Linked DNA regions of Callithrix jacchus: region 1 is linked to region 2. Evidence: chromatin contacts called from public Hi-C data. All regions are on one chromosome and are shown on one strand. Each heading gives the region's core, a stretch centred on a gene start, on an enhancer-like site or on the middle of the called end of the contact. The rest is flanking DNA. Distances are from core to core; before and after follow the strand shown. Region 1 has its middle 160 kb from the start of RREB1. Region 2 overlaps RREB1 (ras responsive element binding protein 1).

The links. Hi-C and Micro-C count contacts between places; a contact is called where the count stands out from the background.
Region 1: a Hi-C map of skeletal muscle shows a contact between it and region 2, with 5 times the contacts expected there. The contact joins two enhancer-like sites. A contact is called at or near these places in 2 of 3 Hi-C or Micro-C datasets (both in skeletal muscle).

The regions. Positions count from the first base shown.
Region 1 is chr4:23,558,188-23,563,102 of calJac240_pri, reverse strand. No RefSeq gene overlaps it. Among named protein-coding and RNA genes, the nearest start is that of RREB1, 160 kb to the right of the region's middle. Within about 2 kb of position 3,437, at least 2 of the 16 cell types and tissues checked have an H3K27ac peak or open chromatin away from gene starts, as enhancers often do. A contact at or near this core is called in skeletal muscle, where this site is marked.
Region 2 is chr4:23,208,897-23,214,103 of calJac240_pri, reverse strand. The region is part of intron 10 of RREB1 (ras responsive element binding protein 1); the gene reads left to right. Among named protein-coding and RNA genes, the nearest start is that of SSR1, 77 kb to the right of the region's middle. Within about 2 kb of position 3,848, at least 3 of the 16 cell types and tissues checked have an H3K27ac peak or open chromatin away from gene starts, as enhancers often do. A contact at or near this core is called in skeletal muscle, where this site is marked.

The DNA.
Region 1 (4,915 bases), core at 2,188-4,687, 350 kb before region 2:
CCTGGCATCTCCCCTCCCATAGCTCTTCAGTTTTTTTGTTGGTTTTTTTTGTTTGTTTTTGAAACAGAGTCTTGCTCTGTCACCCAGGCTGGAGTGCAGCAGCACAATCTCGGCTCACTGCAACCTCCCCCTCCCGGGTTCAAGCGATTTTCTTGCCTCAGCCTCCTGAGTAGCTGGGATTACAGCCGCCCACCACCACACCCAGTTAATTTGTGCATTTTTAGTAGAGACAGGGTTTCGCCCTATTAGCCAGGCTGGTCTTGAATTCCTGGCCTCATGATCTGCCCGCCTGGGCCTCCCAAAGGGCTGGGATTACAGGTGTGAGCCACCAGGCCCGGCCACCCCTTCAGTTTATCCTCACTGACTCCCTGAGGCCAGCCAGAAGCCAGGAGCAAGGGCTCCTGAGAAATGTAGCTAAGAAGACAGGACTGCCGTCCAAAGCAGAGCACAGCATCCAGGAAAAGCACCACTGCAGTGCAGCTGCGAAGCTGGGGTGGTTGCTAGCTCAGAAGGGATTTTTCCACTTTTGTTTGGCATTTCTGCCTCCCTGGCATTTCTGTTTTAGATGCCCTTATGCAAACTAATTGAATTCAAAGTTTCACAGAATGGAAGCTTTTTAATTAGCCTGGAAATCTCACACTTGGGGCCTGTCCATCACTTCTGAATCCCCCAAGCAGATTTGTGTCCTCTGACTCCTCTCACCAAACTGAGCGACTCATGGCTCACACCTGCTCTGCAAGGCAGGCTGTGCTAGGCAGGTGTGAGATGCTGGGAACACAGAGAGTTGGATTCCACCTGGTCACTGGGGGAGGAGGCAGCGGCACAACAGGTTTCCACACCACCTGGAGGGCAGGCGCATTACTTCCTCCAACAGGGCTGGGCTTCCAGGTAGAGACCAGACAGAGGTCACTGTGGTCCAATGGGCTGAGCCATAATTAGGAACTCAGTTGTTCTTTGTTTAAATCCAGCTGAGGCATCCAACCTTGTGTGACCTTGAACCAAACAGAATTCTTAGGATGCAACCTGCTTTACAAGATGAGAAAGACACGAGTAAGAATGTCAGCAGACTCTGGAAGGTAAGGGAACAATCCTGATAACGCCCAGCGCTCACACCATGCCCTTCCTCCGAGGCGGGCTCTTAAGTACCATCTGGCTTGTCCTTGAAATCATCCTTGGGAAGGCAGGGAGAGGAAGGACCATTATCTCCATTTTACAGAACCAGGCCCTGAAAGAAAACAATGACCCACACAGTGGGTCATGCTGGCGTTAGACTCAAGGCTGCATCAGTGTTGGCCCTGACCCATTTCTTCTACCCTATGGAGGACCAGTTATCTCCTTAGCCCAGAGGCCCCAGTGACTCCAAGGAAGGTCTGGAGGGAGACACTCTTTGCTTTTAGGTCTAAAAAGGGGAGAGGAAACAAGAGACCAGGGGACAAAGGAAAAAGGGAAGGGAGGAAAGCAGAGATAAAGATGGGACATGGGAAGGGGCAGGGTGGGCACTAACAGGTCGCCAGGACTCCTAATGACAGCATGTGTGAGAACCCGGCTTGGCAAGCTCAGTTTACCAGCCTTAAAGGCTTTGATGCCCTTCCATCATCACCCAGCATTACTGGAAATTCACTAGGGTTATACGTTCAGAATACAGAGCCACTCCCCTTCATTTCTGAGCAGGGGTAGCTCCCATATCTGCCAGCCTTTTTCCTCCCCTCAGGGCCCAGTTTACGACACTCGAATGTTTTGTTCCCTGTTGTAAGGTGCTATTGTGTAAGGTGGGAGAACAGATAGATACTCCTGTGGGTGTGCTAGAGCTGAAACGCCTTTATCTAAATCTGAGCAACGGGTGCTTTCACACACAGGGAGAGTGGTTTCTGTTATCTTCCTGTAGGGCTGCGAGGGTCCTTGCCTTTCCGCCCACAGCAACATATCTGGGCCCATGTCGAAGGCAAGCCCTCACCACACTTGGGCTGCTGTCATTTACCAAGCACGTCAAAGGTTGGGAAAGCCGTGACTAACGAGTCTAGCTTGTGCAAGACTCATCCTCTTGCCTCTCTCTCACCATCACATTCCCAGCTGCAGTAAAGAGGAGGACTCTGGCTGGGTCTTTGGCTAAGATGACACATGGCAGCCCCGCTTGCTGAAACGTCGTGACTCTTACCCCTCATCGGAAGATGCGCACAAACTCCACTTTGGCTAGTTTGCAGTGATCCAGAAAGTAGATCTTTATAACAGAAAAGCTTCCTGGACTGCAGGCAGAGCTGTCGCACGGCATCCAGGCCATAATTCTGATTGTCCCCTGTAAATCGGGACACACTCCTCAGCCTGCCCACCTTGCTGTTTGCCATCACAGAAATGCACTCGAGTAGCTCACCTACGTTGTTACAGATAAACCACAGGCCACGCTTGTAGCACTCCTCTCGGGGTGTGAAGGGGAAGTGACATTTATTCCTTGATTAATGTTGTCTCTCTCTGTCCCCAGAGTCAGTAAACAAACAAGCTGTCCTTGGAGCAAGCAAGTGCCTCCCTTTCGGTATGTCCCCCTCTCTGAGCGGCAGCCCTGCACTGAAGCCAATAGTCGTCCCTCAGCCGTGTACAGGACAGGCATTCTTGGACCTCAGAGTCCTGCTGTAGCATTTTGAGGGCGCCAAGTTATTGATGGGGACAGGTGCTCATAATTCAGCATAACCCACCCAAGCCATATTTCACTTTTTCTGGAAACCTCTTGATTTAGGAATGAAAGCCCCTGGCTCCTCCTGGGCTGGGCTGGCCAGTAAACCTCTCAGTCTGAGTTTGCTGAGGTGGGTTGCTAAATTTAAGTGCCAGTTTCCACACCATGTGATGGTGTGTGACAGGCCAGCTCACCCTGCGAGTTAGCCAAGGGGTTTTAAATAAATGCTTTCTAACGGAAAGGATGATAAAGATTCCTGTTATTCACCAGTGAGCCTGGAGACCGGACTGGTCCGGTTTTTACAACTGAGCCACAGCGGTGTTGATCTCATGAGCCTTGTCACTACTTCCCACTGTGGCTTGACTAGGACAGCCTTAAGGGGCCTGCAGAAAGCTGCAGCTGGGTAGTCAGGAGACCTTTGCCAGCCCGGTCTGTCCAAGGTTGCTGTGACCTTGGAAGGCAAATAGCTCTGTGGGCCAGCGTCAGCCTCTGCGTCTGCAAAGTGGCATGCGTAGCAGGTAATGCTTGGAGCTTTCAGGAAGCACATTACAGATATGCAAAGGCATTGCTGTTGGTGAAACGTCCGCAAACATCAGGCAACTAGCCACTGAAAGCGGCGTTTTTCTTGCTCTTATCCTTTAAAATACCAGTGGAGACAAACTGATGCTGCTATTTGTATTTTCCTCGACAATTTCCTTACGAAGCCCTGTAATCACTGAATGCTCACTCAGTCTTCCTTCAGAAGTGTTTCAACGTGTGACCTGAGACACAGCAGCATCAGCCTCAGCTGGGTGTTTGTGAGAACTGCAGCATCTTGGCCTTTCCTGCTGAATCAGAACGTGCTGCTTCAAACGCTCCCAGGTGACTCGTCTGTAGTCAATGCTGGGAAGCACTGGTCTACAGTCATGTTTCTCAAGCTTGAATGCACATCTGAATCCCCCAGAAGGCTTGCTAAAACCTTGCTGGGCCCCACCCCCACGTTTCTGATTCAGTAGGTTTGGGTCGGGGTCTGCGAACTTGCATTTCTAGAAAGTTCCCTGGTGATGGTGATGCCGCTGGTCCAGGACCACACTTTGAGAACTTCTGGTCTTTCTCGAGCAGCTGTTTAGTGATACCTTCATTCCCAGGTCACTAAGGGTGAATAACAGCTCTCATTATATATGCTGGCTTTCTCAATCCCCAGAATTACTGGGGTCTCCTTTTAATATGTCTTCATTTCTTTCTCTTTAATCATTCTTGATCCCACCTGTGATTTCAGTATTTGTTTCTTTATCTGTCTTTCATTGGGAAGCTGTAGACACAGAAAACCAGACAGCTCTGTGCTGTGCAAAAATGGATTTCACGAAAATCCTACTTTTTTTCCCCCATGTAGTTGTTCTAAAATTCCACTTGTTTTTTGTTTGTTTGAGATGGAGTCTCTCTCTGTTGCCCAGCCTGGCGTGCAGTGGTGCAATCTCTGCTCACTGCAACTGCCACATCCCAGGTTCAAGCAATTCTCCTGCCTCAGCCCCCTGAGTAGATGGGATTACAAGCACCTGCCACGACACCCAGCTAATTTTTGTATTTTTAGTAGAGACAGGGTTTTGCCATGTTGGCCAGGCTGGTCTCGAACTGCCTGGTGATCTGCCCACCTCGTTCTCTGAAAATGCTGGGATTACAGGCATGAGCCACCATGCCAGGCCCAAATTCCACTTTTCTTTTCAACTAGAGTCATACTGCTGGCCCATAAGGAGCTTGTGACAATGTGACTACTGCAGGATAACCAAACCGATTTGCTGCAGTACCATTTTTATTATTATGTTTAAGCCACACAAGCAATATAGTGACACATTTGATTAAAGCAGTCAACACTGGGCCAAGCCCAGTGGCTCATGCCTATAATCCCAGCACTTTGGGACACCAAGGTGGGTGGTTCACATGAGCCCAGGAGTTTGAGACCAGCCTGGGCAACATGGCAAAACCCCATCTCTACAATAAAATACAAAAATTAGCCTGGTGTGGTGGTGTACACCTGCGTTCTCAGCTACTTGGGAGGCTGAGGCTAGAGGATTGCTTAAACCTGTGAGGCGGAGGTTGCAGTAAGCTGAGTTTGTACCACTGCACTCCAGCCTGGGTGATAAAGCAAGACCCTGTCTCAAAAAATAAAAAAATCAACACTTGAGAATAGTAAATTAAACCCACACCCTCCCCATCGCCTAATCCACGCTCCTTCTCAGAGCTAATAAACATTGGCAGTTAGGTGTGTGCCTT
Region 2 (5,207 bases), core at 2,599-5,098:
AATGCAGCTTTTTGAATTTTGAAAAATCTGTGAAGTTTTTTGGTATGCCATGTCTTCTTAAAGAAAAATATTACAAATTGTGATGTTGGCTGTTTTCTTTCAGTTCACTGAGGCAGTCACATTTTCCCCTGTTGATTGTGAAAATCAGCAATGAGTGGTGGTAGAATGTTTTAAAATTTTTGTTTATACTACAATTGTAAGCTTTTCTGAGAAACTTCTCTCAGAAGTGCCTGGCGCTGGTCCAAGTGAAGCAGGAAAACATCCCCTCTTTCCTGAGCCCTTCTTCCCTGGCCCCCTACGACTGCTCTGTGGAGCCCATCAACCTGTCCATCCCCAAGAATTCTCACCCAAGTTTAAAAATTTCTAAATTCTAAGTGACAGACTTAAATTGTCAAAATGATATCTCAAAAGTATTTTTTTTCTTTTTTCTTTTTTTAGATAAAAGACAAGGTCTCACTATATTGCTCTGGCTGATCTGAAACTCTGGGCTCAAGCAGTTTTCTTGCCTGTGCCTCCCAAAGTGCTGGGATTACAGGAGCCCCACACCTGGTCCCAGAAGCATTTTTCTTTTTTTGAGACAGAGTCTCGCTGTGTCACCCAGGTTGGAGTGCAGTGGCACAATCTCAGCTCACTGCAACCTCTGCCTCCCGGTTCAAGCAATTTTCCCTGCCTCAGCCTCCCAAGTTGCTGGGATTACAGGTGTGCCCCATCATGCCCAGCCAATTTTTGTATTTTTAGTAGAGATGGCGTTTCACAGTGTTGGCCGGGCTGGTCTCGAACTCTTGACCTCAGGTGATCTGGTCGCCTCGGCCTCTCAAAGTGCTGGGATTACAGGCATGAGCCACCACACCCGGCCTGCCCAAAAGTATTTTTCAAATGTCAGTTTCTAGAATTTGATTTTTAAAGAGAAGTTTAGGATAGGAATATAATTTTTTTATCAGGTACTTCTAATACAACTCTCATCTGAAATATAATTTTCTGAATTTTCTCAGTGAATAGTCTCAGTATTCAATGATTTATGTCATTGAACTAAGGGCAAACTAAGTGAGATCCTTACCTTTTTGGAGTTTACAGCCAAAATATTAATAAACAGATAGGGCCCAATCCAGTACCCAATGGTACTGGATTGGCAAATAAAATACAGAACACCAGTTAAATTTGAATTTCAGATAGACAACAAATAATTTTTAGTATAAGTATTTTTATGTAGTACTTGAGATATACTAAAAAAATTATTTGTTTATCCAAAATTCAAATTTAGCTCCGGGCATCCTGGTTTCTTTGTGGGTTTTTCTTTTTGCGCTAAATATGGTAACCCAAGGTAGTCAGGAGGTTTATGACAGGATGTTGAGGGTGGGTTGTGGGAATTGGTGTGAGCTGTGCTATGTAACCAAGTGGAAACGCATTACATAGAGTTGATCATCCCACAAAGCTTTGGAGAAGCTCATGAAAGGCTGTTTCTCTTAGATGAGGTGGAACAGCAGGAGGGAGGTCATGGAGTCACCCCTGGATACCTGAACAGTGTGCAGAATGGAGCCTGGGGAGGGAGAGGAAGCTGGGGGGCAGAGAAAGCCGTATCTAGGAGTGATAGGTCTCTCAGAGGCTACACTGGTCACCAGAGCTTGCCTCACAGACAAGCATTTCTTTCTGGTATGGTGGGTCCTCGAATCCAGGGATTAAGGAGTAACAAGTCAGGAGTGCCTATCCAGGGAGGACTCAAGGAGAACCAAGATTTCTAGATTTGTAAAGTATGTGCCGCCCTTTCAGACCACTGTCTCCCTGATGAAATAGCTTAAGCCTGACAAGTAAAGCAACCATTCTAATGAAGACAGCAGTTCAGAAAAGAAAATGCATCTTCAGTAGAAGGTGTCCCTTACAGCAGTCTATTTTGTTACCCTTTTTGGGTGCCACCTGTTTGTCGCCTACTGAGAGTCTGTGGAGAAGTGAGTCTTTCTGTTACCACTTTTCAGAAAGCAGATGGTCTGGATCTGATGATTGGCCTGGCTCCTGCCCTTCCTTGGCCTCCCATCCTCCTCCTCCAGTATTTCCTTTTTTAAGAGTTGTGCCCAGGTCTTTGCAGATGCCTGATATGTGTTCCCACTTGTGACTCCAGTCATAATTGCCTGGCTTTGGAATGCCAAAATGTCAGCATTGGCTTAAAATTTAGTAGCATCTGAAACTGAGCAAGAAAGCAGGAGGTATGTTTGAGATAGGATGGGGTAGATATAAATATAAACATTCTACGTCTTGTGCCTTCAAAGTTACTGATAACCTCGATAGATGTGTCTGCTTTTTTGGCCCAGTCCCTGTATACTATAATAATCTGTTCTCGGTAGAGCTAGTCTTCATGACAGTCCTGTGAGGGTGATGTCATCCACTTGTTGCCGTGAGGAAATTGAAGTTTACTTAAGGACCTAAGCAACTTGACTACAGCCATATAGGGAATAAGAGATGGAGCTACTGTTCCAAGCCAGGGTCAGGTTCTGTGCGGCTGTCCTGCCCCCGTCAGGGTGTGTGTGCCCCGGATGTCCTCTGTGTGAAGGCAGAAGGCGGGCAGAGTGCACTTCCATGCCTCCCTGTGTTCCCACATGTGCACATGCAGAAGATTGGGAAGTAGTTTGAGATAAGGGGAGACACTGCTGTGGATCAGAATGTCACTAACTAATTTGAGACTTAATGATTACAGAATCGTGTTAGCCACATGCATAGACAGTGTATGAAGATTGGTGCCCATTGAACTTCATTACCTTTTTTGCTGTGCTTCACTCTCAGCTTCCAGGGATGCTCAGCATCACCACCACTAAATCATATTATATCGAGCACTTCACTACATCCAGTGTCATGTTAGAGCATTTTTCATTCATCAAGCATTAGAGCTGAAAGCAGCCTAGGAAGTCATCTGATGGGCCCCCTTTCCCCATCAGATGTTTTTCCTGGTAGGCAGCTCTGCTGTCACTCAGAGCCACATGGATCCTTGGCTGCCTAGGCTTCTATGAGATGCTCTCTCCAAAACTGAAAAAAGCCTTAAGTGTACACGTTAAACATTGACTCTGCAGCCACCCTGCCAACAAAGGTGTTATTCAGGGAAGATATTTTATGGGGTATTTTTGTTTTTTTCTAATTTTTTAGTTTTGTAGAGACGAAGTCTCACTATGTTACCCAGGCTGATCTTCAACTCCTTGGCTTTGCAAAGTGCTGAGATCACAGGTGTGAGCCACCGTGCCTGGCCGTTTTGTGTTTTTGAGTGTAGTGTTAAAATCTAGCTGCATTCCAGCCAGAAGCATTGAGTAGCATCCGGTTTTGGACTGCATTTAAACAAACTGTCTACACCTTGAATGCTGGCCTCCTCCTACCCGCTTAGCAAATTACTATACTGTCTCTATTTTGTCTCAAACACATGTTCTCCAGTCCACCCAATCCTCAATGGGGCAGCAAGCAGCAGATCCGGTATTCATTGTCCAGTGAGGGGTGTATCTGCTGGCTGCTGGCAAAGAGCAAGTGGCCTCAACCTTTTCTTGTTCCCGGCTCAGGTTCCAGGAACCTGATGAGGAAGCTGGCGTAACTGTCATTTTTCATACCCCCTGGCACAGTGTTCACATGCACCTGCCTTTCCTCCTCCTCCCACTCCTCTCTAGCTCTCTCCCAGCCCATAGTTTCCTGCTGATGAGGACAGTTCCTGGTTCCTTACCTTTCTGTACCTAAATGTGCCACCTCATAGGAAACAAGAGTGCACTGTTCCTGCCTTTACCCCTTGGGAGCATCTCGTGTGTTTTTAGGCCACAGGTGGAGGAGAGGGTGCCAGAAAACACAGCCAGTCTGTTCCAGCCTCTCTGTCCTCATTTTCTTCCTCCTTCCCTTTGCTCTGGTTCCTTGTCCTGCATTGATGAGCTTGGGACTCTGGGATGTCCGTTCTGGGCTTCCTGGCTTGCTCACATTCTCACTGGTGCTTTGAGTGCCTTTTCTGAGCTGGGGGGCTTTCCCCCACACCCTCTCCTTCCTTCTCCTACCTGGCAGTGAGGGTCAGAATTTCAGTCGGTGCATCGTCCAAACCTGAACATGGAAAGCACCTGGGACACCACTTGTATTTGGCTACTTTTAGCTTTCTTAAAAGACAGCTTTGGCCATTTTTACCCAGTCCTGTGTACACTTCTGCCAAATACAGAGAGAAAATACCCAAAAAAAGATGCCTTCACAGGGGTAGAGGAACGATGGAGAGAAGCTGGGCGGCTTAGGCTGTCATCTTGTTAACAGAAAGAAAAGCAACTGTAAGGTTGTCTGTGCTAGTTAGACCCCACCTTTTTAACCTTCATTGTCTGAAAAATAAACAGAAGTATTTTCAGTTCTGTTTTCTTGATCATCTTGGTGGCCAAGGTCCTAGTCTCCTCTTCAAACTATTCTCACTGCTCACTCTTCTCTTGCCCCAATGCCCCTTTTCATTTCTTGACTGTTCTGGGAGAGTAAATACTGGCCAGTTTTTTGTTTTTGTTTTTTTGGGATTTTTTTTTTTTTTTTTTAAAGACAGGGTCTTGCTCTGTCACCCAGGCACCCCAGCTAGAGTACAGTGGTGTAATCACTCTTCACTGAGTTCAAATGATCCTCCTGCCTCAGCCCCCCCAAGTAGCTGGGACTACAAGTGCACACCACCATGCCTAGCTAATTTTTTACATTTTTTTGTAGAGACAGGGTCTCACTATGTTGCCTTGAAATCCTGGGCTCAAGCAATTCATCTCCCTTGGCCTCCCGAAGTTCTGGGATTATAGACATGAGCCACTCTGCCCAGCTGGCTGTTGGTTTAAATACTCATGTTGGGGCTCACCAAATGCTGTAGGTCCTGAGTGTGGAGGTAATTCCCTGTGGTTACAGGTGCTTTTACAAATACTCCTCCTAAAGCAGTCATTCATGGCAGCTACCAAATAAAATCATTTGCTACTTGCCATATAGATGACTGGCCAACAAGTGTTTTTGAAACCTGTGTTACTATAAAATACTAAAAAGGGCCCATGTTTTCCTGCATCCCTTCGATCCAGAGAGCCCACTGCTATTAAAAAGTCAGACTTAACACAGTGAAATGTGATCTTTTAATGACTCGTGTGAGTTATGTCATTTTGGGAACCTTCATAATTTGATGCAATACTTTGGCATCATGGATTGTTTTCTGAATTTAGCAGTAATAGGGACTTTCTCATGAGGACGTCAGCCTGGCAGTC